Linked DNA regions of Mus musculus: all the other regions are linked to region 5. A link is a contact called in public promoter capture Hi-C data. All regions are on one chromosome and are shown on one strand. Each heading gives the region's core, a stretch centred on a gene start, on an enhancer-like site or on the middle of the called end of the contact. The rest is flanking DNA. Distances are from core to core; before and after follow the strand shown.

The links. Promoter capture Hi-C pulls out the DNA fragments that hold promoters and counts their contacts. Capture Hi-C pulls out chosen DNA fragments and counts their contacts.
Region 1: a promoter capture Hi-C map of liver shows a contact between it and region 5, with 4 times the contacts expected there. The contact joins the promoter of Blzf1 here to the promoter of Prrc2c in region 5. A contact is called at or near these places in 4 of 39 promoter capture datasets (the C10 cell line, HPC-7-derived erythroid cells, cranial neural crest and 1 more), 1 of 484 Hi-C or Micro-C datasets (B cells), 1 of 115 datasets of contacts at active chromatin or transcription factors (astrocytes) and 2 of 9 other capture datasets (adipose tissue and liver).
Region 2: a promoter capture Hi-C map of pre-B cells shows a contact between it and region 5, with 4 times the contacts expected there. The contact joins the promoter of Gas5 here to the promoter of Prrc2c in region 5. A contact is called at or near these places in 8 of 39 promoter capture datasets (the 3T3-L1 cell line, the C10 cell line, the HPC-7 cell line and 4 more), 1 of 484 Hi-C or Micro-C datasets (muscle stem cells), 4 of 115 datasets of contacts at active chromatin or transcription factors (astrocytes, embryonic forebrain, embryonic stem cells and 1 more) and 1 of 9 other capture datasets (liver).
Region 3: a contact with region 5 is called in a promoter capture Hi-C map of liver, with 2.6 times the contacts expected there. The contact joins the promoter of Rabgap1l here to the promoter of Prrc2c in region 5. A contact is called at or near these places in 1 of 39 promoter capture datasets (pre-B cells), 1 of 484 Hi-C or Micro-C datasets (CD4 T cells) and 2 of 9 other capture datasets (adipose tissue and liver).
Region 4: a contact with region 5 is called in a promoter capture Hi-C map of liver, with 2.4 times the contacts expected there. The contact joins the promoter of Cenpl here to the promoter of Prrc2c in region 5. A contact is called at or near these places in 1 of 39 promoter capture datasets (erythroid cells), 1 of 115 datasets of contacts at active chromatin or transcription factors (astrocytes) and 2 of 9 other capture datasets (adipose tissue and liver).
Region 6: a promoter capture Hi-C map of hippocampal neurons shows a contact between it and region 5, with 5 times the contacts expected there. The contact joins the promoter of Ankrd45 here to the promoter of Prrc2c in region 5. A contact is called at or near these places in 4 of 39 promoter capture datasets (the C10 cell line, hippocampal neurons, liver and 1 more).
Region 7: a contact with region 5 is called in a promoter capture Hi-C map of pre-B cells, with 3 times the contacts expected there. The contact joins the promoter of Rc3h1 here to the promoter of Prrc2c in region 5. A contact is called at or near these places in 1 of 39 promoter capture datasets (pre-B cells) and 1 of 9 other capture datasets (liver).

The regions. Positions count from the first base shown.
Region 1 is chr1:164,306,141-164,308,947 of GRCm38.p6, forward strand. Blzf1 (basic leucine zipper nuclear factor 1) reads right to left here and starts at 1,344. Exons shown (of 7, transcript NM_001160209.1): 1 at 1,007-1,344; 2 at 299-376. The coding sequence starts at 338. It overlaps Nme7 (NME/NM23 family member 7), which reads left to right and starts at 1,532. Exons shown (of 14, transcript NM_138314.4): 1 at 1,532-1,614; 2 at 1,920-2,110.
Region 2 is chr1:161,033,275-161,036,182 of GRCm38.p6, forward strand. It overlaps Gas5 (growth arrest specific 5), which reads left to right and starts at 1,327. Exons shown (of 11, transcript NR_166052.1): 1 at 1,327-1,445; 2 at 2,478-2,530; 3 at 2,709-2,740. It overlaps Zbtb37 (zinc finger and BTB domain containing 37), which reads right to left and starts at 1,575. Exons shown (of 5, transcript NM_001356489.1): 1 at 1,504-1,575; 2 at 814-1,010. It overlaps LOC115487643 (a small nucleolar RNA gene), which reads left to right and starts at 2,120; the gene lies at 2,120-2,199. It overlaps LOC115487678 (a small nucleolar RNA gene), which reads left to right and starts at 2,576; the gene lies at 2,576-2,637. It also overlaps LOC115487638.
Region 3 is chr1:160,791,472-160,794,338 of GRCm38.p6, forward strand. It overlaps Rabgap1l (RAB GTPase activating protein 1-like), which reads right to left and starts at 1,467. Exons shown (of 21, transcript NM_013862.5): 1 at 1,265-1,467. It overlaps Gm37083 (a long non-coding RNA gene), which reads left to right and starts at 424. Exons shown (of 3, transcript XR_003948752.1): 1 at 424-842.
Region 4 is chr1:161,069,476-161,072,296 of GRCm38.p6, forward strand. It overlaps Cenpl (centromere protein L), which reads left to right and starts at 1,292. Exons shown (of 5, transcript NM_001159930.2): 1 at 1,292-1,881. Dars2 (aspartyl-tRNA synthetase 2 (mitochondrial)) reads right to left here and starts at 1,185. Exons shown (of 17, transcript NM_172644.4): 1 at 518-1,185. The coding sequence starts at 641.
Region 5 is chr1:162,739,078-162,741,950 of GRCm38.p6, forward strand. It overlaps Prrc2c (proline-rich coiled-coil 2C), which reads right to left and starts at 1,479. Exons shown (of 35, transcript NM_001081290.1): 1 at 1,248-1,479.
Region 6 is chr1:161,141,140-161,144,064 of GRCm38.p6, forward strand. Ankrd45 (ankyrin repeat domain 45) reads left to right here and starts at 1,558. Exons shown (of 8, transcript NM_001368766.1): 1 at 1,558-1,579.
Region 7 is chr1:160,904,581-160,907,731 of GRCm38.p6, forward strand. It overlaps Rc3h1 (RING CCCH (C3H) domains 1), which reads left to right and starts at 1,831. Exons shown (of 20, transcript NM_001024952.2): 1 at 1,831-2,119.

The DNA.
Region 1 (2,807 bases), core at 94-2,593, 1.6 Mb after region 5:
GGTATAGTTTTCATTGATCCATGTAGCACAAACATCTGTTTTCACTAACAATAGTTACAGTGTAGTAAAAATAAAACGAACAGTTGTATTACCTGCCTTACTAGATAATCAAGGGGGAGCTCTCTGAGTTCAAGGCCAATGAGTTCTAGGGCAGCCAAGGCAACCCAGAGAAACCCTGTCTCAAATAACGCCCTCCTACTCCAAAATAAACCCAAAACACAACCCTCCCCCCCAAACCAAAAAAGCAACCAATCAAACAAAAAACCAAATCAATTATTATCAAAACAAAAACACTTACCTTTGTTTTCCGAACTTTTAAGGGTAGTCATTTTTTCCATAACTAATGAGAATACAATCCAAGACTTTCACCGAAGACCTAGAGATGTATACATACGAAAGAATTAAAGCAATAACAATATATTCAGAGAATGCATCTACTTTAAAAGTTATTTTTTAATTGTTTCTGTCTTTAGTACCCACGTTCTTCATTATTTCCTTTTGACGGGCTGTAATGTATACCTGTTAAATAATGAAAACCCAGGCATAGGTTTAAGTGGTCTCTGGAGTCTAGACTGTAGAATAGGTGACCACACGTCCTAAAAGCTGACTGTTCCTAGATGTATACGATTCAGTACCCGGTCTAACTTCCTGAACATCACAAATCCTTGCCCTGGGAATGCATCCTGAAACTCTATCCAATGGCAAACAGAGACTTTAAAGTCAGAAACTTCGCTGGGACCATGCGATGCCGATGAGCAAGTGTCCTTGTCTAAGAAACACCGGGTGAAGGTGTGGGGAGGCATGGGTGCCGAGTTTAAAAGGAGAGGAGGTGGAAAAATTAAGCCTGTCAGCCTCATTCCCCAGGAGTATGAGCCCAAGTTTGTCCCTGTCAGGAGGAGCCTCTTCCCAGAACAACCTTTAAATCCCAAACCAATGGCTGCCGAACTCCAGCCCAGACCATCCTCTTCCCACCGCGTCCGGCACACGGGCCGGCTCCAGGACTTACCTGTGATATCCTTACTTCAATGTCCACCGCTCAGGCTCTTCACTCGCTCAGCAGCCGGCTGACTTGTAAACTCCCCTGGCACTCGGAAGCCAACCCGCCCAAGCCTCCCTGACACGCAGCGCCTCGCTCACTCTAATCACTTCCTATTACACAGGGTTTCATTTCCGGAATGCTCTTCTGAAGGACAAGGACCAACTGACACTTCGTGCTGTGTGTAAAATGAAGAGAGACAGGGTCTACTATGTATCGGCTCGGAAAGCGAAAACTGGAAGATATCTACTTAAAAAAAAAGTACCAATAGATAATGCAAGCGGTATGGACGCTTAAACTTCCGGGTCACTACCAGCCAGACGGAAGTGAACGCGTTGGAACGGAGAAGGTGGCGTCGCGTTGCCCCAGGCGATGAGGCAAAGGGTGGATCTTTGAGTGAATGGGCGGGGCCTAATTACTCCCAGCCAATGGAGACGAAGCAGCTTCGAGGCGGCGTCTTCGAAGCAGTGGCTGGAGGAAGGCGGGGCTTGCGTTGCCAGAGTAACCGGATCATTGGTGGTGGTGTAGTCTTCCTGTGTACAGGAATCTATTTCCTGTGCTGAGATCTACAAACTATGGTAAGTGTTATAGGGAGGCCCTATGAAAGGCTCCGAGACCCTGGTTACGGAACATCCAAGTCTTTGGGCGATTGGGCACCCCGCCTTTCATCACCTCTTACCTCGCTAGGAGCAGTTCCTTCTGCCTCTGCGCACCCCTTTTCTTGCAGCACCCTAATTTCCATTTTAGCGCCACTAAGACCTCAAGCTAGAGCAATGTAACAGAAAGTAAATGGGGGTGATATGGAATCTAAGAAAACCCGATGAGAATTATTTCGAATAAACCGTTTATAAGCTTGCATTGTTTATCTTTTTCGTTTTTCAAGCTTGCAGACCCTTATCGACGTGGTGCTGTCTCAACACTAACTTGGATCTGAATCTCCCTGAGTGCTGGAGTCAGTTCTCCCAAGCGGTGGAGTTCTACCTTGCATCTCCTACCAGGACCGCTTAGTAATAGCTGTCTGCTGGCTCAGCGTCTAGTTCATTTCATACTTTCCAGATCACTGTGTTTTAGCAGGTATGTTTTTCAGGATTACTTGGAGAGTTCTAGCATTCACCAACACCACCATAAATTATGACTGAATAGGAATGGGGCTTGATACTTTGCGTTTTAATAAGCCTTTAGATGGTTTTAATGTACCCATTGCTCTAGTGCACAGAGTTCTAGTTAACTCATCTTTAGTCATCTCTGCACTTGTGCGTGGTGGACGGGACAGAGCAAAATGTTGCCTTCAGGTGGGTGTAGCTGTGACTTAGCAAGAGGCATCTGCACAATGAGGCTTTCTCATTGACTGACGTTCAGCAGTCCTTTTTGTTAACCAATCTGGTCCTTTGGTACCAAAGAGACCTTTTCAAACCTTTACTTCACAGACCCAATCTCTTTCCTCCCTCTTTTCTCCTTTCTAGGCACTTGACAGAATCTAAGAGGCAATGTATTCAGTATTGGATTCCAAATAATCAATGATTTTACCTATTCTGTAGCCTCGTATTTCTACTTTAACGAAGGAAGTGTGGAAGTGACCGTTCATCTGTTTTGCTCTTGATTTCTCTTGCTCCCATCTATTGTAACCATTTGTGGCATGAAGTTAGTTAGCATTTGATCTGGTGTGTGTGTGTGTGTGTGTGTGTGGTGTATGCTGATTTTGTTTTGTTTTGTTTTGTTTTTCGAGACAGGATTTCTCTGTATAGCCCTGGCTGTCCTGGAACTCACTTTG
Region 2 (2,908 bases), core at 77-2,576, 1.7 Mb before region 5:
CTAATATCCTACATGAATGGTCGCTATTATCACTACTTTTCCCCATGAGACAGTGTCCCTCTATATAGCTCTGGATGCCCTATAACTTGCTCAGTAGACCAGACTAGCCTGGAACTTAGCGATCTACCTCCAGGAATGCTAGAATTAAGCCACCCACCAGATATTTGTTTTTGACAGGGTCTATGAAGCCCAGGCTATTCCTGGAACTCACTATGTAGACCATCTGGTTTCTAACTCAAAAAGAGCTGACTGCTTCTGCTGAGATTAAAGAATGCTCGTGTTAGAGGTGTTTGACTACCATGCCCGATTAGGCCCATATTTTTAAGCTTACCAGTTTGAGCTCCCACTTTTTGAATATGGGACTCTGAGGTGACTCTGAGAAACATTCCACAGCCCTGTCAGCATTCAATTCACATGCAGAGAATTTGTGGCCTAGTTGCCAGAGTTAGCAAAAACTAAGTAATACTTTTTCTCCCCAACAAACTTGAAACTTGGGTATTCCAAAGTGGTGATGCTACTTTGACTGGGAAAGTTGGTTTCCCACAGCTGCTGACAAAAATAAAGCCTGAAATTTCACACCACAAAGACTGCAATTGCATCAAATAGTCTTAATTAGTTGAGGGTAGTTCCAGTATACCACAAGGATTTAGGCTCACCGTGCATCCAATGTTTCTCTAAATTTATGAGACTACACAGCACACCAGGAAGTAGTCCGGACAAGCTCACTTTATCACCTCGCATTTACAATACACTTATTGAGTAAACAGGTAAGTGCAAACACGGCTTTCAAGACGCAACTTTAACCAATCTGACCTTTTTCCAAAGCGTTATTGTTTGTTTTGAAACTTTTAATCCATTAAGTGCCTCTGTCGATGCCATCACGAATTCAGATGTTTATTTTGGAGCCTACACCAGCGCCTTTTTTGTTTGCTCTTTCCAGCGATTCCCCAGTGAGGAGGAAGCCCCTGGAGTAAAGTCTTTCTCTAGCGTCGGCACTGAAGGGGCGAGAGCTGTAAAAGGGAGAATCGGGAACGCTGGGGTTGGCCAGTCGGGTACTGGGGAGGCCTCTATCAGTGTCAAGAAGCATGGGAAAAGGGGGACCTGGCTAAGCGAGGAGGTGGCACAGATGCCGGGAAGCTCGACAGGAGCAGAGCCCCGCGGCAAGGGAGTTGCGGGCGCACAGGTGAGGCGCGGGACCGGGAAGGGGGCGGCGCCCCGGGATCGGTCTAGGGCGGCGGAGGTTGCCGGGGCGGGGGTGTGTCTGGGTGTGGCCCCGGCGCGCGCGCGGGGTCCTGAGGGAGGGGCTCGCCAAGGGGGCGGGCCCGCGAGCTCGACAGCCCGGAGCCAAAGGGGCGGAAGGTCGCCGAGTGCTGGGAGGGGAGGTGGGGCAGCGACTGAGCGCCGCAGGAGCTGGCTGCAACCCAGACGCGGCCCGGGAGCGTCGGGTATGAGCTAACGGGGCGGGGGTGCGGGGAACGAGCCCAGTCAAGGAGCAGCACCTACCTCCGGGGGTGGAAATGGGCCGGAATGGGCCGGAACACCGTCCCGGAAGTGAAACCCCCCGCCCCCTCCTCCGGAGCGAGCGACGTGCCGGAAGGAAATCAGTCACCCTCACCCCGCCCCACCCCCAGCGCTTTCCTTGCAGGAGCCCCCTCCCCTCAGCCTGTACTCCTCAGGGAGGCGGAGGGCGGGCCTATCGTGCCCGCGGCAACTCCGCCCTCCGGGCTCTCGGGGGCGTGGCCAGAGGGAAAGTTTTGTGGGCCTGAAGAAGGTGGGGCTTGAGGAGGAGTCTGAGGGCGTGTGAGGGGCGGGGTTTAAGTGGACGCAGCAAGCAGCTTTGCGTCTTGACGTCACGAAGACCTTATATACTCGACTCAGCCGCCATCTCAGCCTTTCGGAGCTGTGCGGCATTCTGAGCAGGTATGCAATTTCCTGAGTATGTTATGGCTTCGGGCCTTGGAGGCTGAAGCACTGGAAGCTGGTGGGATTCCCGGCGCAGCCGGTGAGCTTAGTTCAGGGCACAAGCTGGAAACTTTAGGAGGTTGGTTCTGCGTGTATTTGTGACATAAAATAGCATTGGGTTTTGGTCTGGACACCAGACAAAGACGACTCAGCATGCGTGTTCATGCTATGATGAAGGCTATGTTGGTAGGGACAACTGAGCTTGTTGATGAATACCAACGATTCTGATGGCAGAGCATGCTGAGTCACCTCGTGCACGGTTCAACGGGGGTGGAATGCGAAGCCACGCGGTGTTTCTTTCGCGATCACCATGGGATGAAGGCTTTTGCTAGAGATTGCCAGCAGGCCTTAGTCACTAACAAAGAGGACGATTGCTCTTGGGAAGTACCTGGATTAGAGACTTATATGTAACTGCTGGATATGTGCAACTCAACAGTGCCTATGTGGACGGAGTTCTTTGTAAGACAGGTCCATTTTGTGGAAGTAGAACTACTAAAGATTAACATTTTTCTTAGGAATGGCAGTGTGGACCTCTGTGATGGGACATCTTGTGGGATCTCACAGCCAGGTAACTCAGTGGGGGAGGGGCATGACTAGAACATAATGACCACAAAGCCCATGATGGTATGAGAGTAGTGGACAGAAGGGATTTCTGAAAAACACTTTTCTGAGGCTTTAATTCAGCTACTGGAAAGGGTTTAGTTCCGTGAAGAAGGGGACTGACTGTTCACATCTCTTATTTCCAGTTCTGTGGCAAAGGAGGATGAAGGCTTACGAGGTGAGTACTGAATAGTAATGAGAAGTTAGGTTGAAAGGACAGTGCCACAATGATGACATCATATTTGCTACTCTTGACAGCTGGGGTGACGATAGCTTTAAACCACCATGATTATAACTGAGGCACACAAAATAATGATTTGGGGGCTACTTACAGAGTAAGCAGTTT
Region 3 (2,867 bases), core at 217-2,716, 1.9 Mb before region 5:
CTTGTAAACTAGTATTTTCCACGAATAGAATCCACTTCCAATTTGACTACAAACTTCATGTCTGTACCTCCTGATCACGATTACTGGACATTCTACAGAAGTGCAGCGGCTGCCAAATGTAAACACTACTACAAGAAAAGTCTTAAGGTTTTCAGGAAATTGTGTTCTCTGAATTGTGACAGTCAACTATCTACCTCTTCTCATACACAAGAAAATTTAGATGCATTAAAATCATCTAAACTGTCCATTGGAAAAAAAAATGCATGCTTTGACATCTGTTTCCAAACAGCACTAAGCAGGTCAAGCAAGCCCTTACCATTAAAGGTTAGCGGTTCATTTAATTTGCATACCATCGGTTCTGAAAAAACGATCGCCTAAATTCGAGTCTTTTTCTGATATAACCAACTCTGAGAAGTCCAAAAAGAATATATAAGCACCTGAACGAAACTGTCTTGAGACCACAAATGAACTTCTCAGTTCAGCCTTCCTTGCTCCTGGCCACCTCCCCAATGGCCAGTGGCCCCTTTCCACATGCTGACGCACTGCCCAGCCCTGCACCGTTGGCGATCCGAGCAAAGTACCAGCTCGGTCTCAGAAACTTTGACTCAGTTATCAGGACACGGAGGACAACATGCGCGTGGGTGTGGATGAGTGTCTGTCGGGGCCCACGCGGTCAACTTTGAAGCGGGGCATTCCTGGCAGGTAGAGATCTGCCCAAAAAACAGCCTATCCCAGACAGCAAAACCACAAGCATCGCCAGCAGGAACGGAGCAAAGTGCGCGGGGCGGAGGAAAGGGAAGAGCGAGGGAAGGACACGGGATCCAACCGACGCTTTCAAGTGGGTAAGAAAATAAACCTGTCCACACGCCCCCCCGGACTCGGGGTTGCTGGGACTGCGAGCCCAGCAGCAGCCACATCCCGGCCACCGCCGGCGGGGGCGGCGGCAATGTCAGGAGGGCACACTTGGAGGCGGCGGCCGCCCAAGCCACCACCCGGCCCCAGGTGAGGGGCGCCAACCCCGCCTCCCGCCCGGCCGCCCCACCGCGACGAGCCAGCCACACGGAGAACCCGGGTGTCCCGGAGGCGGCCGACGGTGCTGAGCCCGCCGGATGCCTTCCGCCCCGCTCCAGCATCCCGGTCCCGGGCCGGGCCTCGCACCCCGACCCTCTCTGAACCAGCCGGGTCCACCTCAAAACCCCCCGGAGCGCGGCTCCCAGCCGTCAGGCCGCCCTCGAGCCCCCCTCGAAGGCCGCTTTCACCTCACCTCACGTCTCCGCGGCCGTGCCGGAACAACAACTCTGTCAGACGCCCGAGTCCCACCCGCCGCCCAGAGCTCTGCGGCCGGGCCCGTCCCGTTCACTCCGCCGCGGCCGAAGCCCAGGGAGGGCGGAGGGAACGGGGCGGAGGGAGCGGGCTGGGGAGGGGAGAGGACCGCACGGCAGGAAGAGGCGAGGGAGGGGGCGGACTGAGGAGGAGGCGGTCGGCGGGAGCGCGCGCGCCCGGCCCCTCGGCGCGGCGTGCGCGCTCCCGAGGGCGGAGGTGCCTTCTCTGCCTAAGTCGGCGGCGCGCGCGCGCGTCCACAGGCTCGCTTGACTCGGCTTGGCCCCCCCAACCCTGAAAGCGCGGAGTACAAACCTGAGCAGAGGGCAGAGGGCGAGCTAGGAGAGCGGAGGCACGCGAGGACCTCCTCCAGCACGCGTGCTGGTGCCTGGCAATCATCCCCAGCACTGACTGAGTTCTAAGTCCCTTTTGGGGAGATTCTTTCTTAACAAACCTGTTTTACATATTTCCATTCCGTGAGGCCAGTAAGTCACCTCGGAGGACTAACTTTTCCACCGGGACTCTTTGTCCTTTGAAGGTGCTTGGAGGCATCCCCCTTCATTGATTCTTCCAGACTCAGACTACATAGGAAAGCGCTAACCCAACGGTAAAGGCATCCCGGGTCTCACCTTTTAGCCTTTCAGAGAGTAGATTTTGGAGGACAGATAAACTAAAGTATTTACTTTCTGCCACAAATATTGTACTAATTTTTGAACTGTGAATTTTTTCCTTTCTAGATCAAGCAGCCAGAAAAGACCTGTACATTCCTTGAATCTCATAAGAACTTTTTTTCTCAGGTTTATGGCACAAATATGTGTACCCTTAATCTGTGAAATATTTTAGAGATTCTAGAGGGACCTGTTCACCCATTTCTGTGCCTTTCATGATGAATCCTACCTGGCTTATAGAAAGTATCCGTTCAGTAAATATTACTGTTTGAATTGAATGTGTCCAGAGATTGGACCTCTAGAGTAGCTTCTTGAGTTGAAAGTTCTCTTTTCTTATAACACTTCAATTGGTCTGTCATTATTGTCCACCCAGATCCAAAAGCTACCCTGTAACATTTGTCAAAGGACCTTCAAACCCAAGTTTCTTTTCTCCTTTTTCTTAATGTTAATGCCTACAGATGCTGTGTCATAGCAAAAGTGTTCCAACTCATTCGGGTTTCCCCTCCGTGTTAGGTCCTTCCCAGAAGGTATTTTTGTTAAGCTCTGTACCCTGAGTAGACCTCCTAACCAGAACCTGACTCAATGCTTTAAGTTTGATACCTAATAAAGTTAGGATCTAATTAACACAAATCATCTGTTGACTTCCACGTTTGCAGAGTCTCATTGTAAATATACGAGAAGTAGATACTGAGCCAGGCTCTATGAGAAAATCAGCACACGAAAAGGCCATACATAGCATTTGCCTTCAGGTATCTTCTAAACAAAGCGAAGTTATTTGACAAAGGGGACAATGAAGGCTAGGACTTAGCTCACTTTCTCCTGTTTACCAGGAGGCCAGGCCTAAGAAGGGTGTGACTTCACGTGAAAGCCGGACTTCTC
Region 4 (2,821 bases), core at 42-2,541, 1.7 Mb before region 5:
AGTGCCTGAAGCCACTGAGCCATCTTGTAGGTCTGATGTAGTTTATAAAATAGCCTAGATTATACAATATCCCTATTGTGTTTACCTGCACAAGTGTCAAGGCCCAAGCAAATAACTGCCCCAAAGGAAAATTTTGCCTTCTGTTTAAAAATCTAAACCTTGTACATAAACTAGCACTTGAAGGGACATAAAATGGTAGCTGTCCATTTTGGTAAGTGACATATAATTTTAGAAATTACCTGCTTGACAGTGCAGTTAGTATTTAACTTTAGTACAAGTATAGTTTATAACAATCATTTGTAAATCAATAAACTATTAGAAAAGATTTTATTTAAATTATTACTTTAGTTTTTCTACTAATAGTATACACTACACAGGCTATCTACTTTTTTTTTATAATCAAGGGGGGGACCTTAATTATAACTAATCAAGAGAATGAATGACCTGGTATTAAAATGCAGTTAGAATCAGGGAAACAAGCTGTCAAAAACAGGCGGAAGCTCGTAGCTGCCTTCACCTGGAATTCTTTGTGAACTCAACGCCAGATTTCTGGAAAGAGAACCCCAGATTGGCCGCATGGTCTTCCCGATGGGTCTGGATAAACCCCTGCATAGACGACTTAACCAAAAACCAAGATACATGTTGAAGTCCCGGGATCCGGAGAGACAATCACGAATCCCACGCTGCAGGTGTGGTGGTGCTCAAAACTCGGTTTTCGGAATACCTGGGAACCCTTAAAATTCTAGTTCCCACGCAAATGCATCCAGACCCTGCTCCGCTGAACGTTCTAGTATCTACAAAGTAGATTGACCTGCAAGGTCTCCAGAGACCTTAGGTGAGTGGGTAGGGGGAAAGCCTTTGCTTCCTTCAGTGCATCAGTTCCCACTTTAATTAAACAAGGCTGAGCCCCGAAGATGCCTCAACAGCAGCGCCAGTGCCAGAGCGCCCCAGCCGGAAGGCCGGCCACCAGGCGCGCGTCCTCCCTTTATTCCCACGTATCTCGAAGGTGACCAGGGCATAAGCAGAAATATAAGGAGGTGCAGCCTCGTGTTTCAACTTTCCCAAACCTGGCGGCCCATCCTGGATTTTCCTGAAAGGTGAAGACGAACAAATCCAAACAGCTCTGAGGTTCAAACCCAGACACAAACCACATCCACAAGCCAGTCCCTCTGACGCCCGGCGAGCGCCAAAGTTACGCAAGGATTCCGGCCAATCAGGACGAGGGCGCCTCCGCCATGTTTATTGTGGGCGGCAGTATGCGGGAAAGTTTCGCACCGGTTGGAAAACGGAAGAACAACGCGGCGCAATAGGGGATTGGGAATTTGAGGCTATTGATTGAAGCCTTCCAAGCCTTGCCCTCAGTTAAAATGACGACTTCAGTTGCTTTCAGTTACGTGAAATCGGAGGGCCACAGGCGAGGCTTTCCGAGTCGGCCGCAGGGCAAGTCGGGAAATGATTTTAAACTGGAGGGCGTGGCGTGTGTGGAAAAGCGCCTAGACGAGCGGAACTTTCAAGTCTACCTTTGATCCCCGGAGAGCTCCGGAGAAGGGTCTTTGGGGACTCCCTGTTTTTCGTGGGCCGGCGCCAGCTTCCGAAGAGCGAGGATCATAGAGCCGGGCAGCTTGGGAAGCCGAGCTGTCTCTCCCGGGGGAAGTCGCAGGTCTTGCTCGAGCCTGAGGGAAGCTAGGTTCACTCCAGGACTCCTGATGTCTCTTCTGAACTCACCGGGGATTGCTTCGGTTCTCTCTTAAGCAGTCATTTTGGCCACTTTCTTCTTCTTAAAAAACCAAAACCTTTCGTCTCGACGTAGTCTTGGAGCAAAACTTGAAGGATGATTCGTGAATCCGGAGTGGATGACAGTGTCTTTACGACATAGTTTTGGTAAGAGCTTTTGGGTCCTCGACTGGCCGTGTACTGCATTTCTTTCTGTTGTGTGACTGTTGTCTTTGCAATGCTTTTGTGTATTTAAGATGTGTACAAACGGAAGCTAACGTCAACGTGAGCGTTAGTATGGGAGCAGTGGGTTGACTTTTGTGGCAATATTGCAGTGACTAACTCAGGGACTTTCTTCATGGACTAACCACAAGAAAAACTACTGAGTTTTAGTTGTGTGTTAGGAACTGAGTACAAGAGAATTTGATGAGAGATATAGTTCCGTGGATACTAGAAAGAGGCTGATAGGACCCTTTGCCACGGGCATAAGAGTCAAAGGAGGCGAAGAATTGAGAAATTCGTAGAACCTTTCCCTCCAGTCACCTGGCAACATAGCAGCGTACTTACTAATAGGGTCGTTTGAGGAGTGAACAGTAGTACCAGATATGTCCCAGGACTAGGGAGGCTGAGGCAAGAGAATTGCCGTGAGTTCTAGGCCAACCTGGGCTACACAGAGAGACTGTCACTCGATATAAACAAAACACCCCCAAACAAAAGAATATTCGTTAAAGGCTTAATCTTTGTTAAGTGCTTACAAACATGCCTGAAAAGTAATGTATACTTAGCAGTTATTGTACTAGTTAGCCTACTTTAAAGAAAGATTCTGTATAAACAGAACTGATGAAGACTCCTATCTAAATAGCAAACAAGTGGGGAGAAGAACGGGAGGAGGTGGTGGCAGAGGGAAGACGCTGCCTTCTGAAGGAAAGTTCAGTTGATGGAAGATTTTTAACAGAGGGGTTCGGATAAGTGGGACCTGCATGGCTGCTATGGACAGGAAGAATTTGTAAAGTCAAAAATAATAAAAAAGACTAGGAGCTCTCCTGCCAAACCCAATACTGCTCTGATGAGAAGGCCAAGGGTGTCTGTAAAGATAAAGATGTCTTCC
Region 5 (2,873 bases), core at 229-2,728:
ATACAGTTAGAGGTTAAGTAATGAGAGATCAGCCAGCATTCTATGTTCTTCACACACACCTACAGACACCCCCCCCAAAAAAACCCAAAAGCTTATTATGACAAATTCATCCCAGAAAAATCATATAAAAACTTCTTTTCTATATGCAAACTCAATCTATTTCTAATTTTTGGAGAATCAATGCATTTGGAGCCAGCCAGAAAAGATGCTGCAGTGCATCTGTGACACACACCTAAAAATGGCTCCAGCCAAAGCAGCATCTTAATGACCAACATGGAAGCTTAAATCTACTTTTAAAAAATGCTAGAGGTCAGACGTGGTGGCCGCTTCATACCACCCTCTCTGTAACGTCTATTAGCGGGAATTGACTCCTGAGCACTCGATGAAGCAAGCATCTTCCGATTCTTCTGGTGCATTCCCAAAGAGAAACCCTAACAGGAGGGCCGCCTACTGTACAATTCTAAGTATCCTGCTGGGGTATGAATTTATGAACCGAGGTTGAAGACCAGCCAATGCGGAAATCCGGGTAGTTTTAAGAGTCAGGAATTACTAGGCAAGTTGGATCCCCCCACCCCAAAGATCTTGAACACACTTCAAACAAATATACATCCCCTTTAAAGAGATCAGAGCGGTCCTTATATGCAAAATCAAGCAAGAGTCCTCACTGGCTCCCATGCTATTTTTCTTCGGTCTTAACTAGGGTCTCTACTCTAGCAACCAGTAATACTAAACGCTCTCTCTGAAAATCAGGCAGCAGCCGAGCCGTATTCCCACAAATGCCGGGCTGGAGCGGCCTAGAGGGAGGAAAAGACTACTCAAATCCTCCAAGAAGTTGTTCAGCTTGTCCCCAGCGGAAGTGGGGTTCGTTGGTCCTGGGTCCTGGTAGAGCCTCTACGACCGCCCTGGACTACACACCGCTGGCTGCAAACGCCAGCCATCACCACAGGAGCATCCGCAGGCACTAAGAGCGCTCGGAGCCGCCACGGGCACCGTCCTCCACGCCGTGGAAAAACGGCGCGCGCAGGCCCCGCGCGGGCGGAGGCTCCCTCGGCCATCGCAGGGCCGCCCCGCCGCAGCACACGCCGCGCACATGGGCGACGAGCCCTGCTCCGGATCTCCGCGGACAGCACGACGCCGGGAGCCCAGGGAGAGACGCCGCGGGCCCCCAGGCCTGGCTCCAGCGCCCGTGCCTTCCCTCCCTCCTCCATCGGGCCTCTTCACGGTCCGGACGCCCTCGCTCTCCTTACCCGCCAGGGTTGAGAACCAAGTCTGCGCGCTTCCAAGGGGCTCGCCCCGGACGGATCAGGGTCAGGGGAGGGGAGATTGCCTCGAGAGACCGTCCGCAGGGCCGCTCGGTCCCGAAAGCCCGAGCCACCGCCGTACAAACCGCCAAAGCACTTTCGCTACCTCCTGAGAGGGTGAGAGCGAGCGAGAAAAAGAAGCAAGATGGCGGCTAGCCAGCCCCTACGTGCTACGTCATGACGTTGCGTACGTAAGGCAAATCTCCGCAAGACCGCCCCGGGGGGGGTGGAGGGGTTGAGGCTGCGGGGTCACGTGACAGCCTCCGCCGCTTCTCGACTGCGGCGGAGGGCAACGCTACCTCCTACTGGAAGGAGGGAGTTCGTCAAGCAGAGCCATTTCGGAGACAAAGCTTTTCCACCTGGGAAGATTCCAAAAACCTTGAGCCCTCCGTGAGGAATCACGACTTGGTTTGTCTCCGTGCATTGACAACAACTGATGGAGGAACATAAACGTTTACAACCTGCGCTTTGACCGAATGTTCTTAGGGGGGGGGGGGGGGCAAAGTGAGGGGCCATGGTGTGGTGGCAATTTGAGAAGACCGAAGTTACCTCGGAGTGAAAAAAATAATCCAAGTGTTAGGGACAAAAGCGACTGGCGTGCTTTGCTGAGGCCACCTTCGGCATTTGTAATTTTGGTGTAAAATAAGGCACTGTTTATTTCTGACTCCTCTGGCAATGTTTACCTCTTGGAACAACTACCTAACAGAGAAAACTAACAGTTAAGAGTCACTCATGCAGGCCGGGCCGTGGTGGTGTACGCCTTTAATCCCAGCACTTGGGAGGCAGAGGCAGGTGGATTTCTGAGTTCAAGGCCAGCCTGGTCTACAAAGTGAGTTCCAGGACAGCCATGGCTATACAGAGAAACCCTGTCTCGAAAGCCAAAAAAAAAAAAAAAAAAAAAAAAAGAGTCATTCATGCAGATGTTTACTAGGTAAGTGTATAGTAGAGACAAGGCAGTACCCGAAGTGAGGAAGGAAAATGATAATATTCTACCTGGGGGCTGAGCATGTACCTCAGTGCCGCGTAGTATCTTGTCACATATATGCAAGTCTCTAGGTTTGGTCTTCCTTTCCCCAACGGAAAGAAGGTAATCCACGAGTATGTGATATTTCTCTACTTTATGAGATATCTATAGTGTATAATAAATCCAAAGATTCTTGTCCTGGTCTGAGTAAACTCCTCCGCTTGCAACTGGCATGTATTCATGGGGTGATACCACAACGTTAGAACAACCATAAAATAATAGCGCAGTAACCACAAGTAACTTCTTCCCCAATTGACATTTGTGATCATTTGTTTTAGATTTTGTTTGCTTTGCATTTCTGGGGCTCGAATCTGGGGCTTGCCTTCAACATGTTAGGCAAGTGCTAATCCAACTGAACTATAACCCTTAGCCCCTTCAGAGACCTTCCAAAATGAGACATAATTTGCTGATTGATAGAACAGGACAGAGAGAGGCCTGTCTTTTCACCAAGAAAACACCTTGGTTATTTTCCCACAATCCATTAGAACCAGTCTTCTGTATCCTGGACTTGAAGTATCTTTCTTGAGCAATGCAGGATCCCTCCAACA
Region 6 (2,925 bases), core at 308-2,807, 1.6 Mb before region 5:
TAACAGATCTGCTACATGGTGGCTGTAGGAATACGCTTGCAGCCCACAGAGCATCTGGCTTAAGTCTCTGTCTAAAATGTCACATTCTAAATTTTTGGCCACTACATCTTTGTTGAATAAAAACAAAACAAAACAAAACAAAACAAAACAAAACAAAACAAAACACCCTTCACATTTAAAATTTAAGATTTCAGCCAGGTGGTGGTGCCACATGTCTTTAATCTCAGCACTTGAGAGGCAGCGGCAGATGGATTTCGGTGAGTTTGAGGCCAGCCTGGTCTACAGAGAAAGTTCCAGGACAGCTAAGGCTATACAGATCATCGTGAAGAACAAACCAAAAATAAATCTGAGATTTCATCTTTTTTACATTGTAGAACTTCGGCTTGATGGTGGTTGATTTTTTTGCTTGGGCCTTAAGTCATGCATTCATTTTTATTTTTACTTTATTTTGTTTGTTTTGGGGACTGGCTATCACTGTGTAGCCCTGGCTAGCCTCAAACTCAGAAAAGATCTGTCTTTGCCTTTGCTTCCCCAGTGCTAGGATTAAAGTTCTATGCTACTATGCCCTGAAAACATTTATTTTAGTTTCTAATGACATGATTGAGTTCATTGAGTATCATGCCTTTTATTTTACTTATTTTACATTCTTTATGATTTATTTTTGTGTATGTGCCTGCATGTGTACATGTATATTTGCTTAAGGAGGCCAGAGAGGGTAGGTTCCCTGAAGCTGGAGCCTGAGGCAGTTGTAAGTTGCCTGCTGTGGTGCTGGACTCAAACTGTAAGAATATGTGCTCTTAACCACGAAGCCGTTTCTCCAGGCTTCAAACGTTGATTTTTAAAGTGGGTATTCATCTTCAGTGCAAATGCTGAGCCCATCAGGAATATGGCCTCTTTGTTAACGATTTCATTCTAGAAACAAGTGATAGCTCCCTTTGACTTCAGAACAAAACTTCCTGGTTTTCTCTCTGCCAAACTGCGGGAACACGTATATTGCTAGACAACTAAGGTGGTACTTCTCTGCTGATTTTTCTCAGGTTTTCCCCTCGTTCTGCCCACCCTAAGAGCTGTTTTGGACTTTACATTTCGAATAAAAAAAAAAAAGAATCTAGCACATATAATTCCTAAGTTCCTTTTGCCCCTATCTAGTTGTCAGGGAACAGTCTAGGTGACACAAAGTTTAACTGTATGAGTTCCCCCAAACAACTAGAAAGGTAAGCAAGACGTTTCATCGCATTATTTTTTAAATATAGAATTCACCCTTATGCTTTCAACACAAAAAATTTTCACTTGAAGGCAAACGAGGAGACCAACAAGGAACGAGCACAGTTCATTTTTCATTAAAGTTTTAAAGTAGTTAAATTCAGACCTATTACAGAAATTTTTACATAATAAAACGCCTTCATACTACCATCAGAGCATTGATTTTGCGTTACTCGAAGAATATCTCTAGCTTTTTCACTCTAATGTCCTTCGCTTTGACGTCCCTGACCTTCCCGCCCAGTCAGAACCTGAGCGCTGGGTGAGGCGCGGCTGCGCCGTCGCCATGGTAACCGCGGAAGCCTGGGCCCTGAGTGAGGTGAGTAGGAGTCCTGGAGCTGAGGTCCTGGGTGGGCGATGGGGTGTGATGGGGCAGAATAGACCCGCATCATCACTACGGGATCCTGGCGTCAGGGGCTGCCGTGGTGGGCGTCATCCAAGGTATGCTCAACCTTTGTGTGTCCGGTGGGCTTTGCTCATCCTTCCGCGGCTTTGATCATCCTGCCGCAGCAAAAGGGCAGGCAGAAAGTCGAGGGCGATTCCAGGGAAGGGAGAACTCTCAAGCCCCTCGGGGAACCGCCATGCTCTTTCCACGTGACCCGGTTAGTTCAGAAAGGCTGGCACTCTGGGTGAGGGTCCCCAGGCCTTCCCTCTGCGTTGAATCCTGGGTGATTGAGCTGACTACTTTGCCGAGTGAGGATCCGGCCCCTCTGAACTGGGACTTAAAAATTCTTAAGAACCATTTATTATCTTTTTTTTTTTTTCCCTTTTTGAAGAAATAATTCAACTGGCTAAAAAGCCTTTGGGGTCGACTCCACTACAACTTCTGGAAGCTTCATCTGCGTCATTGTTCTTTGTTTATAGGATTCGGATATCATCACCATTAAGCCACCTCCTACCCTGTTACTGAAGTGTCACCCCTCTAGGAAAGCCCTTCTGGGACCTTCTACTCCCAGTTTGCTGTCGCTGCCCTTCCTCTCTAACAGCTCAGCCTATCGCCCTTGCATCCTTTATCTCAGCCATTGCTTGATCAGACTGTGGGTTGGCAACCAGGCCTATGTAATTTTCTATTTTTGGTACTTTGCAGGCTCTAAATGTTCCCGTTGTGTAGTCGGGAAGTTTCTAGACCTTCCGTAACCATTTAGTAAGTCAGAGCAGGTTATATCCTCATTTCAGAAAACTCAATTAAATAAAGAGAATTAAATCACTGACATGCTGCCTTCATAGGCCCAGGCTCCTCCCACCTCTCTATGCTTGTGCAGGCTATGAAGCTTATGGTTCATAGTATTATGTATGTGGACATAGAAAACATAATTTGCTTTGTGTCCTTTTTTTTAAAGATTTATTTATTTTATTTATATGAGTTCACTGTTGCTGTCTTCAGACACACCATAAGAGGGCATCAGGTCCTATTGCAGATGGTTGTAAGCCACCATGTGGTTGCTGGGAATTGAACTCAGGACCTTTGGAAAACCAGTCAATGCTCCTAACCACTGAGCCATCTCTCCAGCCCTGTTTTGTGTCCTTTAGAAGAGGATCGGAAAGCTATGACCTGGGGGTTGCTAACCAGCTCTCCATTTTACAAATATTTTAGCCACAGACATACCCATTTATTTGTGTGACAACCGCGATTACTCACTCCCCTGCTACAGAGGGACTAATCAT
Region 7 (3,151 bases), core at 581-3,080, 1.8 Mb before region 5:
CTGAATATTTTTGGTTTACAGTTGTCCAGAGCTAACTCAAATCATAGAAATTTCAGATAAGTGGGGACAGCTGTATTTAGTAGTTTAAGAGATTACAGATTTAGCTCACTCCAAAGCAGCAAACACAATCAATAAAGGCATGAATAAGTCTAAAAATAAGCTGAAATCTCACCACCATGAAGTTATAATCACTACAAAAAAACCTCTTCCAAGTTCAGGAAAATGTGTGATATTTCAGCTGTGTGAGCTGGATATGCTGTCTTACACCTATAAGCCTAAAGTTAAGAGGCAGAAGGATTTGCAGGGCAGGCAGTGGTGACACAGGCCTTTAATCCCAGCACTTGGAAGGCTGAGGCAGGCAGATAAATCTGAGTTCAAGACCAGCCTGGCCTACAGAGTGAATTCCAGGACAGCCAGAGCTACACAGAGAAACCAAGAAAATAAAAAAATTAAAAATGAGGTGAGAGACGAGCCCGTGAACGTGCTCCAGGCCACCCTGGTCTCAAAGCAAGAGCCTGTCTCAAGAACCAAAGCCTGGCCAGGTATGGCTAGGTGGCCATACCTATAATCTGAGCTCTCAGGGAGCAGAGGTTCAGAACTTCCAGGTCAGTCCAGGCTCCAGGATTTTCTGTTCCGGGAATAAAACAAACCCAGCCAAACCAAAACAACAACAAACAAACAATCAAACACCCACGGGGAAAAAAAAGAAACCAAAACAAAGCCCAAACAAGCCCAACAGCCACCCAGTAATTGTTTCTTGTGAGATGTGGAAGTAATTTGTTTGTTTGTTTTAAATCGATGTTGGTGAGTTTACAGTGAAGAAAGGACAGTCTGGGCATGGGGCCCATGCCTTTAATTCCTTCACTTGGAAGACAGAGACAGATGGAACTCTTGTGAGTTCAAAGCCAGCCTGGTCTACAGAAGAATTTCTAGGATAGCCAAGGGTATATAATAGAGAGACCCTGTCTCAAAAACAGAACAAAAAAAAAAAAAAAAAAAAAAAAAGAAAGGACAGAACAACAAATTCTCTGCTTTCACAGACAAAGCAGGAAGCAGAAGGAGAGCGGGGAGCATTTTATGGTGTTGACTTGAGGACAGTTTTAATGTGAAAATTAGAATATAAATTTAATACTATATAGTATTAGAATTCCGTTTCTTTCGGTTCTCCAGAATTTGGCTAAACCGAATTATGTCGAAGATGTGTGCACACACACCCCACAACACAGGGTACTGGAAAGGGGTGGGATGCAAAACAGATACAAGAGGAAGAGTCCAGAGCTTAAGAGAAACGCCATCATACACACACACACAGACACAGACACACACACACAGACACACACACAGACACACACACACAGACACACACACACACACACACACACACACACACACACACACACACACACACACAAGCGCGAGTGAGGCTGGGGAGAGGTAGCATATAAGAAAAAAGATGCTAGAGTCGAGGAAGAGTCCAGACCTCAGAAAGTGACAAGCTCAGAGGCAGCGCGAGACTCCATAGGAGTGAGCTTACGGGAACCGCCTGGCCTCTTGCCTGCCAGCACCAAAGGCACTGTGGCCACAGGCCAGGCGGGTGGCCCGGGAGGAGGTGGGACAAGTTTCTCCACTCGGGGCGCGACAGCGCTCGAGACACGGGCGGGGCGCGTCGCCCGCTCCCGACAGGGCGTTGGGGCCGGTGACTCAGAGCTTTCCTCCCGGCCCCGCCCTCAGACGACCACGCCCCACCTCGTTAGCCACGCCCCGCCCCGTTGGCCACGCCCCATGAGGAGGAGCCTCGCCTTCATCTCCGCCCCAGTCTCGGGGCGGGCCGGAGTCTGAGGAAGAGGAAGGGGACGAGGACAACGAGCGACGGGCGGCGGAGGACGCGGAGGAGGAAGGGGAGGCCGACCAACAAGATGGCCCCTGCTGCAGGAGCAGCCTCAGCAGCAGCAGGTGGGGGGCTGGAGGCGGCGCTGGCGGTGGCGGCTACGGCCGTGGTCCGGCGGCCTGGGACAGAGTCAGAGTCGATGGTGGCAGCGGCGGCGGCGGCGGCTGCCGCGACGGTGGCGACGGCCGCAGGGACTCGGAGCTGAGAGGAGCTGCTGCTCGGACCAGAGCGGTGAGCAAGTGGCGGTCGGCAGTGTGGGGAGCGGGGCGGCCGCGGCCGAGAACAATAGGCAGCGACTGCGGGGATGGGGCTGTCCTCACCCGCCCTGCGCTCGGGACCGGCCCCAGGGCTTGTCAGTGGCCGGCGTCCTTTAGGCCTCAGGCCTCCGCGTGCCTCCCGGAGGGCCTGCCGGGGTAGGTAGGCCGAGGGGCGGTGCGGACGCCGCCCTGGACGCCGGGAAGGCTGGGGAGGCTGGGGCGGGAGCGGGGGGTTGGGGGGGTCCGAGGCTGACTGGTTCCGAGGTCCCTCGGAGGACAGCGGGCGGGCGGTGAGTTTGCTCGCAGGAAATGTTGTTTGGACCCCTGTCTGTGCGGTGGGGGAGGGAGTAGGCGCCTGTAAACAGCCGCCGCTCCTGCCTAGCTGCCAGGCGTGGCTGCTCCCTCCCCAGCCCCCTTCCTCCCTTGGCCAAGTGGGTTTTAGGGTGTCGGTTTCCCAGGAGTTCCTGGAGATAAACCCTATTGGCCAAGACGAAACCATGTGCAGGTGCCTTTTTCAAAAAGACTATAAGTGTACAACAACAAAAACACACAAAATGTGGTTGTTGGTAAAGGATGGAGTAGTAAGGGGTGGACCTTTCCTAACAAGGTTCTAAACATCAGGTCTCTGTAAACACCACGGTACTCACATCCCAGGTCCGAGGGAGCTAGCCGAAACAAGGGCTCTTTTTGAAGCAGCAATAATGTAACTCTTGACATCCCAGAATAGTCCGTGAAACTGGAAACAAAGCCACTTATTGGCAGCACGGAGACAGATTGTTAAGGTTTGAGCGGAACTTTTCTAACTAGCCATTTTGAATTGTGTACAGCAGAGGCGATATCATTAACCTCTTTGGTATCTGCTGGAAGCACTTAGGACAGAGAAGTGGTTCATCTGTCTCCCTTAGGAGTTCATGTGTCTGTCTCATATTCTAATCATTTTTTTTCCAGTTTGTCCCAAAATTTGGAGAAGATTCTTTTTTCTCTGTTTGAAATTTCATATTTAAAG